3 separate regions of the Mus musculus genome follow, and all the other regions are linked to region 1. The links are chromatin contacts, called in public promoter capture Hi-C maps. All regions are on one chromosome and are shown on one strand. The core of a region is the stretch at or near the end of the contact, and the rest is flanking DNA. Distances in the headings are between cores, read along the strand shown.

Region 1 (2,976 bases), core at 323-2,822:
CAAAGCAAGAGCAAAAACTGAGAGAAGCTGGGGATAGGGCTCAGTTGAGGAGCACGGCCTAGCACTAGCTGCAAACTTCCCGCCTACATGCCCTCCCCGCCTCCCACGCACACGGAACCGTCCTGACTGGAAAGGCAGGAGTGGCTTCCCTTCTCTCAGTTCCCAGAGCAGTCATTTAATTCTTTCAGTCTTCTGCTAAAGCTTCTCATCTTATCTTCAATTCTTTCTCGTCAAAGGATTCCTGCTTTTAAGGTTTGGAAATCAACTCCCTCAGCTTCTTGTCTATTCACACCACTCATCGCTCCTGTGTAGCTTGCTGGACTCTACCCTTAACATTAGTCATCTAGTGAGCTATAGTTTGTTGGAGGGGTATTAGTTTTACTTAAAAAAAGAAAAAAAAAAAAGCATCCTAGGTGATTCTAATGGACGGACAAGCTCGTGTTCTCCTGCTGTTTTTCTCTTCTCTACCCCTCCTCACCCTTAGTCATTCACTTTCAGGTTCCATGGCTCACCCTTCACTCACCCATCACGCCCCGACCTCCCCAAGTCAGGACTGACCCAGAGCCCAGAATCTAGTGCTTGTTCTACTCACTGAGCTAAACTTCACTTTATTCTTTGAGGCAAGGTTTCACTATGTATCCCCTGCTAGCCTGAAACTCGGCGTGTACTACCATATCTGCTTTTTTTTTTTTTTTTTTTTTTTTTTTTAAAATTGGCTCAGACTGGCTTCCCACTTGGAGATCTAGCTGCCTTATTCTTTCAGGAGCTAACAGGCCAGCCATCCCAGGCAATCAGCCATCTTCAAAAACAGCCTTTGCACCTGCATCTGATTATTTCTTGCACTTGTTATAGTTAAGTTTCCCCCGCCTTGTGATCAAGATTGGCCTTAAATTCACTCGCCACATAGTCTAGTTGTTTCAAATGGAAGTCTACCTGCGCGGTTTTTACTAGGTATATGCCAATCCTCTTGCTTTTTACTCTTAGGTTGTTTGTCACATGCCTTTGTACTAGCCTTTCTCTACTCCCATTTTCTTTCTGGCCAGTTTCGGTCCACCAAGGTTTTAACACGAGTTCTCCACAGGCCTGAAAGTCATTTGGGAAAAGTCCTCTTCTGCAATCAAGGACCCCCCCCCCCCCACTCCCCCGTTTGTGTTCAGCTCATCCCGTGTTATTTTACTGTGTTACCATTGCGGATTCTTTGTTTCCTACATCACAGCACTTCAAAAGAGCGGATATTTTTTCATTTTCTTCTAATATTCTGGATTTTACAGCATAGAAACAACTCAGTGAAAAGTCTGTGGAATGAATGGAAAGAAATACTTGGCCACGGGGGCGGGAACAAGTGGGGGGAGGGGCGTGCGTGTGTGGAAAAGGGGCGGCGCTGAGAATCCAGCTGCAGAATGAGGAAGGGGCTCGGACACACTAGAGTCTGCGTGGAGCGCAAAGCGATCCACTGCTTCCAAAAACTGAGACAAACCTAAGTAGGGAGGAGGCGTCTTACCTATTCCTCAGGCCTCACCAACCCAACCAGCCTTCAGGGAGCTCTGTACTGGCCGGAAAGTGAGACTTAAGGTCGTAATCCCAGAGTTTGCCTTTCCAACCTTACGACGTTTTTATGTAGTAATCGAGAATCTAACACGGAGGTCTCAGCCCTGCCGTAAAGTGAAGAAGGAATGGGGAGGCGGGGCCATTCGGAGGGTGGAAAATAGGCGTGTCCGCGCAAGCGCAGGCAGCCCGCTCCAGCAGCGTCACGTGCGGAGGCGGGGCCGGGCGGGGCTGTCCGGGGCTTGGCAGCAGGGGGCGTGGGAGGTAAGTGCGCGCGCGCCTGCTCGGCTGCTGCTGGAGAGCCGCGCGGGGCGGGGCCGCGTGAGCGGGGTCGGGGGCGCGCAGGCCTGAGAGGACTGGGGACGCAGAGGCAGTTGGCGGTGGCCGTCGGAAAGTCCTGGCAGGACGGGGAGGGACTGCGGCGGAGATACCGGTCCCCGGGCAAAAGCAGGGACCGCGGTTTAGCTTCCAACGCGTGCTCTCTGGGCGGGGTGCGGCGGGGGATGTGCCTGCCCAGTCCGGGCGGAGTCTCTCTGACAGGGCGGGGGATGCGCGGCCGCCGCTCTCTCGGACCCTGAGGCGACTGGGCCCACCCTCGCGGAACCCTCCTACCCCCCGGCGGCCTCGGCCTCTGCTTTCTCCTTCTGACCCTGGAAACCGAGCTGGGGAAGCGGCTACCGCCGAAGAGGAAGGGGCTGTGGTGGCCACCGCGGCGCAGCCAGAGGTAAGACCCGCCCCAGCACCCAGCGGCCCTGCCGCCTGGCCTGGCCCGGCCCACGTCTCCCGCTCGGCTCTTTGGCTCCCGGAGGGCTGCCCCGCCCCGCCCCGGCGGAGACGCCCCGCCAGCAGCTCTGCCCCTAAAGCCTAGCAATCGCCGGAGTACCGCCGGGATTCCACCCCCAGACTCGACTCTCCCGTACCTTTCATTGACCAGACACCATTCTGTCCACCAGTAGCCGCGGCGCTTCTGTCACTGGCCCCCTTCCACCTCCTGCTAGAACCTCTTTAGACCCTCTTTAGGACTCTGACTGGAACCTCTAGACACCGTTATGTCGGAGCGGATCCTTGTCTGGGAACCAAGGCCACTACTGCTTCCTAATGCATTGCTACGTCCCAGATCTTTGGGTATCCTACGAGTCATCGCTACCCGAGCTTTCATAGGGACCCTCACGCAGCTTACTTCCAGTCAGGTTTGCTAGGTTTTCCCCCTACCCATACGAGCTTTCAGATAGCCCAATGTCATGATGCTCTTACCTAGTAGGTCTCCGGTTAGCCCTTCAAATCACCATCAGAGTGCTGGATCGCCCCCTCACACCCCCCCCCCCCCCGCCCTGGTGTAGTTTCTCTAGAAGACCTCTTAAGCAAACCTTGTTACCTGATTTCTAACCAATCGGGATCTTTGGTTGAAAAGAAGTTTCCAGGAAAACTCGA
Region 2 (2,976 bases), core at 155-2,654, 2.3 Mb before region 1:
CATATGCAGGGAACAATTTTTTTTCATATTTTTACTTGACCTTTATTATAACCACAGAACTTACACTTAGTCTTATGTATATTTCAAGAAAAAGTAGGGTTTGGTGGCACATGCCTTTAATCCCAGCACTTGGAATGCAGAAACAAACAGATTTCTAGGAGTTGAGATTCGAACATACTAAGTCCTGTAGCTAGGGCTACACAGTGAGACCCTGAGAGGGAGAGGGAGGGAGGAGAGGGAGGGAAAGAGAAAAAAACGAGGGGGAGAATGGAGGGGAAGGGAGAGAGAAATTTAAGAGAGACACAGAGAGAACACATACACAGCAGAGAAAGAGGCCTCTGTGTGAGACTATAATTCTCTCAGTTTAATCAAGGACAAAGTATAAAATTTCCATGTATACCTACCAGTAATAGAATGGGCAAGAATGTAGCCAAGAAAATGTGACCACAGGATACGGGCAAGACTGTAGCCAAGAAAGTGTGACCACACTGCACCTAAGGAATGCTGGTTGCAGCCAAAATGTTTGGCTTTCCAATGGATGTCTCAAACCGGAAGTAGGCATGTTTGCCTCTAAAGTTACTGCAGTTTCATCTGTACACCTCTTGAGGACACGTGTCAGGAAGATACATCACAGCCTTGCTGGTTCCCAGCTGCTAGAAAGAAGCAGAAGACCCCAGCTCCCAAACACGCATCACTTCCTGCAGCTGGGAATCTCTCCTGCCCACTATCTAGTTCTGGCTTCCAATATTCCAAACGTCGGTGACGGTGACATTTTTTTTTCTGACAAAAACTGCTCTAACTCTAATTTGAAATGCCACTCGGCAAGTTTAGGGTTTAAGCATCTAAATACTGCCAGCGTTCTCCTTTCTCTCGTTTATGATTATAAAATACAATTTGAGGCACGTTGGCTCAGCAAGGTAGCTTGCAGACAAGTCTGAGGCCCTGAATGAGGGCGGGACTTACAGGGTAGAACTGAGTCCTGCAGGTCGTCCTATGACCTCAACACGCACGCTGTGACAGCCACCCCTCTTACAAAATAAACGTAATTTAAAAAAAAAAAAAAAAGTTTGTATTTCGGGGCGGTCCTAAATCTTTGGGAGGGGGGCACCTTATGCTGCAGTTTTTCAAAGGTAAGCGTCAAGTGTGGGTGTCTTTTAAACTAAGGATAGAGCATGATATCTGCGGGCACCGGTGCAGCTGCATAGCCCCCAATTCTGAGACTGGAGTCACACCTATAGCCCCACATCTGACACATTACACATGGACCTTCACGCGGACCCACAGCGACCAGAGGAGCTTCTCCCACCGCCCCACCCGGCGGCACCACCGACACAGCTTTCCCGCCCCTTCCACTGCTCACCAGCTCCAGGATACCCGCAAGTATCGCGGTATCTAGGCGCCTTTCCGGCTCTAAATGACTCCAGAGAAAGCGAGTGATCGCATGGCCTTCTGGGAGTCGTGGTCTATTTCTGTGGCTTCTGGGAGTTGTAGTCATTGGGGCTCCCTGTGCAAGGCTAAAGCCACATTAGGCAGGGGAGCCGCGACATTGAAAGGCTCACTTTGAGCAATCTTTTTCTTTTTTTCTTTTTTTTCTTTCTTTCTTTCTCTCTCTCTCCCTCTTTCTCTTTCTTTCCTTCTTTCTTTTTCTTTTTCTTTCCTTCCTTTTCTTTCTTTTTCTTTTCTTTCTCTCTTTCTTTCTTTCTTTCTTTCCTTTCTCTCTCTCTTTCAATAACTGGCATGTCTGAAACTTAGAACTCTGCCAGCTTCTGCCTCATAAGTGCTGGGATCAAAGGGGTGTGCTACCGTGCCCATTGCTACTTGAGAGGAATCTTGAGAGATGACCATCACAGAGGATCTAGACAACATTCTTAGAGAGCACATCTTTGGCAAAGCCTAGGCACATTCGAATCGTTGTAGTCATTACCCTGCAGCAATCAGAAATTTCAAGAACTTACATGTTCATTGAGCCCACTCAATCAGCTTCAAGAGACCCACCATGGGAGCTAAGGAAGGCCAGTCTTCTAGTCCTAACACTAAGGGCTATGGTGGTTTGAATATGCTTAGCCCAGGGAATTAGGAACAATTAGGAAGTATGGCCTTGTTGGAGTGGGTGTGGCCTTGTTGGAGGAAGTGTGTCACTGTGGGGGTGGGCAAATATATCTTCCTAGCCACCTGAGGCCAGTCTTCTCTTGACTGCCTTTGGAATAAGTTATAGAACTCTCAGCTTCTGTAGCACCATGACTGCTTGGATGCTGCCATACTTCCCGCCTTGACAATACTGGACTGAGCCTCTGAACTTGCAAGCCAGTCTCAGTTAAATGTTATCCTTTTATAACAGTTGCCTTGGTCGTGGTGTCTCTTCACAGCAATGGAAACCCTAAGTCACAGACACAGTCAGGCCATGCGCCTCACTCAGTGTTACAGGCCACTCCTATTTCCTAACTGGTAGTTGTGGCAACTACTTCATGGCCTACTCAGGGCTGCTTCAGAGGAAGGATCACAAAATACATGGTTTTTGGCATCACAGATCCACTCAACTCAATTCCACAACCCTGCTTCACATCCCACATCAAGGCTTCATTGAGACCCACATGGAGACAAGTAACACAGAGGGACATACAGGGTCAAATGATCCCTTTATTATATTCATCCAGTTACACAGATAGACACTGGCTCGGGCAGGTCAACTGCCAATGAGGGGATAGTTTGTGTCTCTCAGAAACAAGGGGCAGTGGGCACCAGGAGAATGCAAAAGCAGGTCACTGGCTGGCGACAGACAGGAGGACTCCCAGCATCCACCAGGCCCTCCCACCCCTCAAGCAAACCATCTGTGCCCGGCCCCATCTCTCTCACTCTCTCCTCATCAAAGTGCATAGTTGCCTGAAGATGCAGCATCCCAGTGCCTGAGCAGCTGGGCCAGACACTGGTGACAGGCTTTCCCAAGGGCAGTGCCAGGCATGGCCAATAGGTGTGAGC
Region 3 (2,976 bases), core at 299-2,798, 2.2 Mb before region 1:
CTCAGGCCAGCTTCAGTCCGGTGACTTGGAGTTTTGTGGATTAGCCAGATCTTGTGGATACTGATCTTACTCCAACAAAATTGTCTCACTTATTTTGGAAATGAACTCGGCTTCATGTGTGTTAGGCAACATTCAACAACTGAGCTGTATTCCCCAGCTGAACAATAAACTGAGTTGTGTGTTTCTGGAAGTAAGCAATTCCAACAGCTGGGAATGGTAGTGTAAACCTGCAATTCCAGTACCTGGGAAACCAAAGCTCGGGGATTGTGAGTTTAAGGCCAGTCTGAGCTACATAGCGAGATTCTGCCTAAAAATAAAAGGAGTCCGGCAGATAGTTTGGGGTGGAATTCACAAGATAGCATAGGTTTTATCAAATCTGATTTTTTTTTTTTCCCAAAGCTCTGATCCCAAATGCTTCTTTTTCTCCTATGCAGCATTTTTTGTTCTTTTGTCCCTGGGTTTCGGCTGTACAATATTGACCTACCCTTTGACAATGTGTTAGCCATGGAACAGTCTCGCGATATTTGGCAGTTTCTACAAGGATCTGGAGCTTATTTCCAGCCAGACACAAGCACATCCCTTGGGGGCCAGAGTCAAGAGTCTTGACACAGCCTTGTACCCTGCCACATAGACTCAAGAGTGCACTTTCACCCTGCTTGCTGGTGTCCAATTTATTTTTGCTACTGCAGGACTTTCGTTCTTTTTTTTTTTTTTTTTTTTAAGACAAGGACTTATAGCCCAGGCTTGTCATGAACTCGGCCTCCACCTCCCTTGACCTGAGCTTACAGGTGTGCACCATCATTCCTAACTTCCCATTTTACCACCAAAAGAGGGAGGGAGAGAAGAGGAAAGAGAGAGAGGGAAAAGGAGAGGGAGGGAGGGAGGCCTTTTGCATGCCAGGCAAGAAGTCTATCTCTGGGCTATATAATTCCAGCCCCAAGGTTGTATTTAAGTGTGGAAATATGCCTAAAGAGAGCCAGCTGTGGTGTATGCCTTTAATCCCAGCACTTGGGAGGCAGAGGCAGGCAGATTTCTGAGTTCGAGGCCAGCCTGGTCTACAGAGTGAGTTCTAGGACAGCCAGGGGGCTACACAGAGAAAACCTGCCTCGGAAAAAAACAAAAAACAAACAAAAAAGAGCCAGCTGTTGCCAAGGTCTCGGACAGGCAAGAAACCAAAAACCGGTGGCATTTGTGTAGGATGCCGTGGGTAAATCCTGACCCTCCCAGGCCTGTTTTCTAGAGAAGAGCCCTGTAGCCCCTTCATATGAGCCCGACCCCTCCTGTATTGGTCTTAAAGGAGCCCCGGCTGCGGTGAAAGAGGCCTGCAACGCGACTTGGGTCGGCACAACCCGCTAGCCTACCATGTGTCATTTTACTTGACTACAGACTGAACTGACTTTCCTGCACATCCACAGGCTCAGACAGACTTCGGGTCTCAGAGTACCTGAAAGGCAAGACCTGGGCTGGCCAGTTCCTGACGGGTAGGGCGGAACCTTGATGCTCTCTCCGCAGCAGGCGGCCGGAAAGCGCCAAGGGAAACCCGCGCCTGCGCGCCGCCATCTTTCTAAAGGCGTGTTACGTCTTGTCATTCGTTCTTCCCCGCGCCGGTCTGGCCACTGGCGGAGCGGGGCGGGACCGGTCATGGCGACCGAGGAGTTCCGCGGGCATGCGGTGCGGATGTCCACCCAGGGGTCTCAGCCTGGCGCGGCTCCCGACAGCGTGGCAGGAACTGCGGGGCTGCCCTCCGGACAGAGCGGCGGCGCGGGCCTCCGGCTCGGGGAACGCCCGCCCCCCGCCATGGAGAAGCGGGGACCCTACTTGGTGACACGCGCACCTTCCATTCAGGCTAAGCTGAGTGAGTGCAGTGGGCTGCATAAGGGTCTCTGCCCGAGCGGGTTGCTGTGGCCTGGGGTTGGTCTCTAGAGCCCCGTGATCTTGTCCCCAGAGTGGAGGGGGTTTAGGTGCAGCCCTCTCCTGTCCCCGACAGTCCGAAAAGCAGCAGAATGGGGAAGACCTGGCTGACATAAGACCCTTTGACTTCCAGAGAAGCACCGGGACCATGCCAAGGCCGTTCTGCGGAGAAAGGGCATGCTGGGTGCCTTGACGAACCGACCCGATTCTTCAGGGAAAAGGTCTCACTGGGCTTTTTACTTCCTCTGTCAGCAGCGTTCAAAGGCCCTATCCCTTCCTGTTTGGGAATCAGGGCACTGTTTAAGGTTGAGCTAGCTAGCTTATTTGCTGGTATCTTAAGAATGGGAACTAGGAGGGATGGGGCTGGGTGGGAGAGTGAGAACTGGAACTACCTCTACTCTTTATTAAAAGACTGTGCAAAATAGAAAAGTCATAAAATAGACTTTGTAAAAGGGGAGTTGCATCAGTGCACAGATAGGATAGCATTAAAGGATGAGATGGTTGCTGGAGTCCCGGGAGTGAAGATGGAGAGCCCGTGCAGTATTTTTGGAGTTTTTTTTGTTTGTTTTTTAAAGGCAGAATGGTACCCTCTTAGAGCTGAATAAGACCTCACACAGCTGTTTATAGCTGAAACTCAAATGTGACTTGCCTGGGATCCCCAGGCTAAGGTGGAAAGATGCAGCTTTTTACCTGGTTCCTGAAATGGGGAGGTGGGCCTTTCCTAGGAGCTTTCAGTGCAGTAGAGTGGGCCAGAAAAGAATCCGAGAAGCCGGAGCCAACTGCATAGAACAGCAGTTCGTGGTGACTGTGACCGGGTAGAAGGAAAGTCTGGAATAGTCCACTCAGTTCTTTCTGCATAGGGATCAGGGCTCTGGCCTTCCCTGTGAAATGCCTCTGCTTTCTTCCCCGCCCCATCTCAGGTCAGTGAAGTTTAACAAGGGCTACACTGCTCTTAGCCAGAGTCCAGATGAAAACCTGGTGTCCCTCGACTCTGACAGGTGAGTGCTTTCCTTGGAAATAGTCAGCAGTGACTTGAATAGATCAGCAGAGTGCTTGATGCCCTTG

The links. Promoter capture Hi-C pulls out the DNA fragments that hold promoters and counts their contacts.
Region 2: a promoter capture Hi-C map of erythroid cells shows a contact between it and region 1, with 16 times the contacts expected there. The contact joins the promoter of Ppcdc here to the promoter of Senp8 in region 1. A contact is called at or near these places in 2 of 39 promoter capture datasets (erythroid cells and liver).
Region 3: a contact with region 1 is called in a promoter capture Hi-C map of erythroid cells, with 27 times the contacts expected there. The contact joins the promoter of Fam219b here to the promoter of Senp8 in region 1. A contact is called at or near these places in 2 of 39 promoter capture datasets (erythroid cells and liver).

The regions. Positions count from the first base shown.
Region 1 is chr9:59,749,077-59,752,052 of GRCm38.p6, forward strand. It overlaps Senp8 (SUMO/sentrin specific peptidase 8), which reads right to left and starts at 1,573. Exons shown (of 2, transcript NM_027838.3): 1 at 1,502-1,573. Myo9a (myosin IXa) reads left to right here and starts at 2,098. Exons shown (of 44, transcript NM_173018.2): 1 at 2,098-2,269.
Region 2 is chr9:57,438,710-57,441,685 of GRCm38.p6, forward strand. It overlaps Ppcdc (phosphopantothenoylcysteine decarboxylase), which reads right to left and starts at 1,405. Exons shown (of 7, transcript NM_176831.5): 1 at 1,361-1,405. It overlaps Scamp5 (secretory carrier membrane protein 5), which reads right to left. Exons shown (of 7, transcript NM_020270.3): 7 at 2,618-2,976.
Region 3 is chr9:57,535,980-57,538,955 of GRCm38.p6, forward strand. Fam219b (family with sequence similarity 219, member B) reads left to right here and starts at 1,549. Exons shown (of 5, transcript NM_001166364.1): 1 at 1,549-1,855; 2 at 2,045-2,132; 3 at 2,832-2,909. The coding sequence starts at 1,642.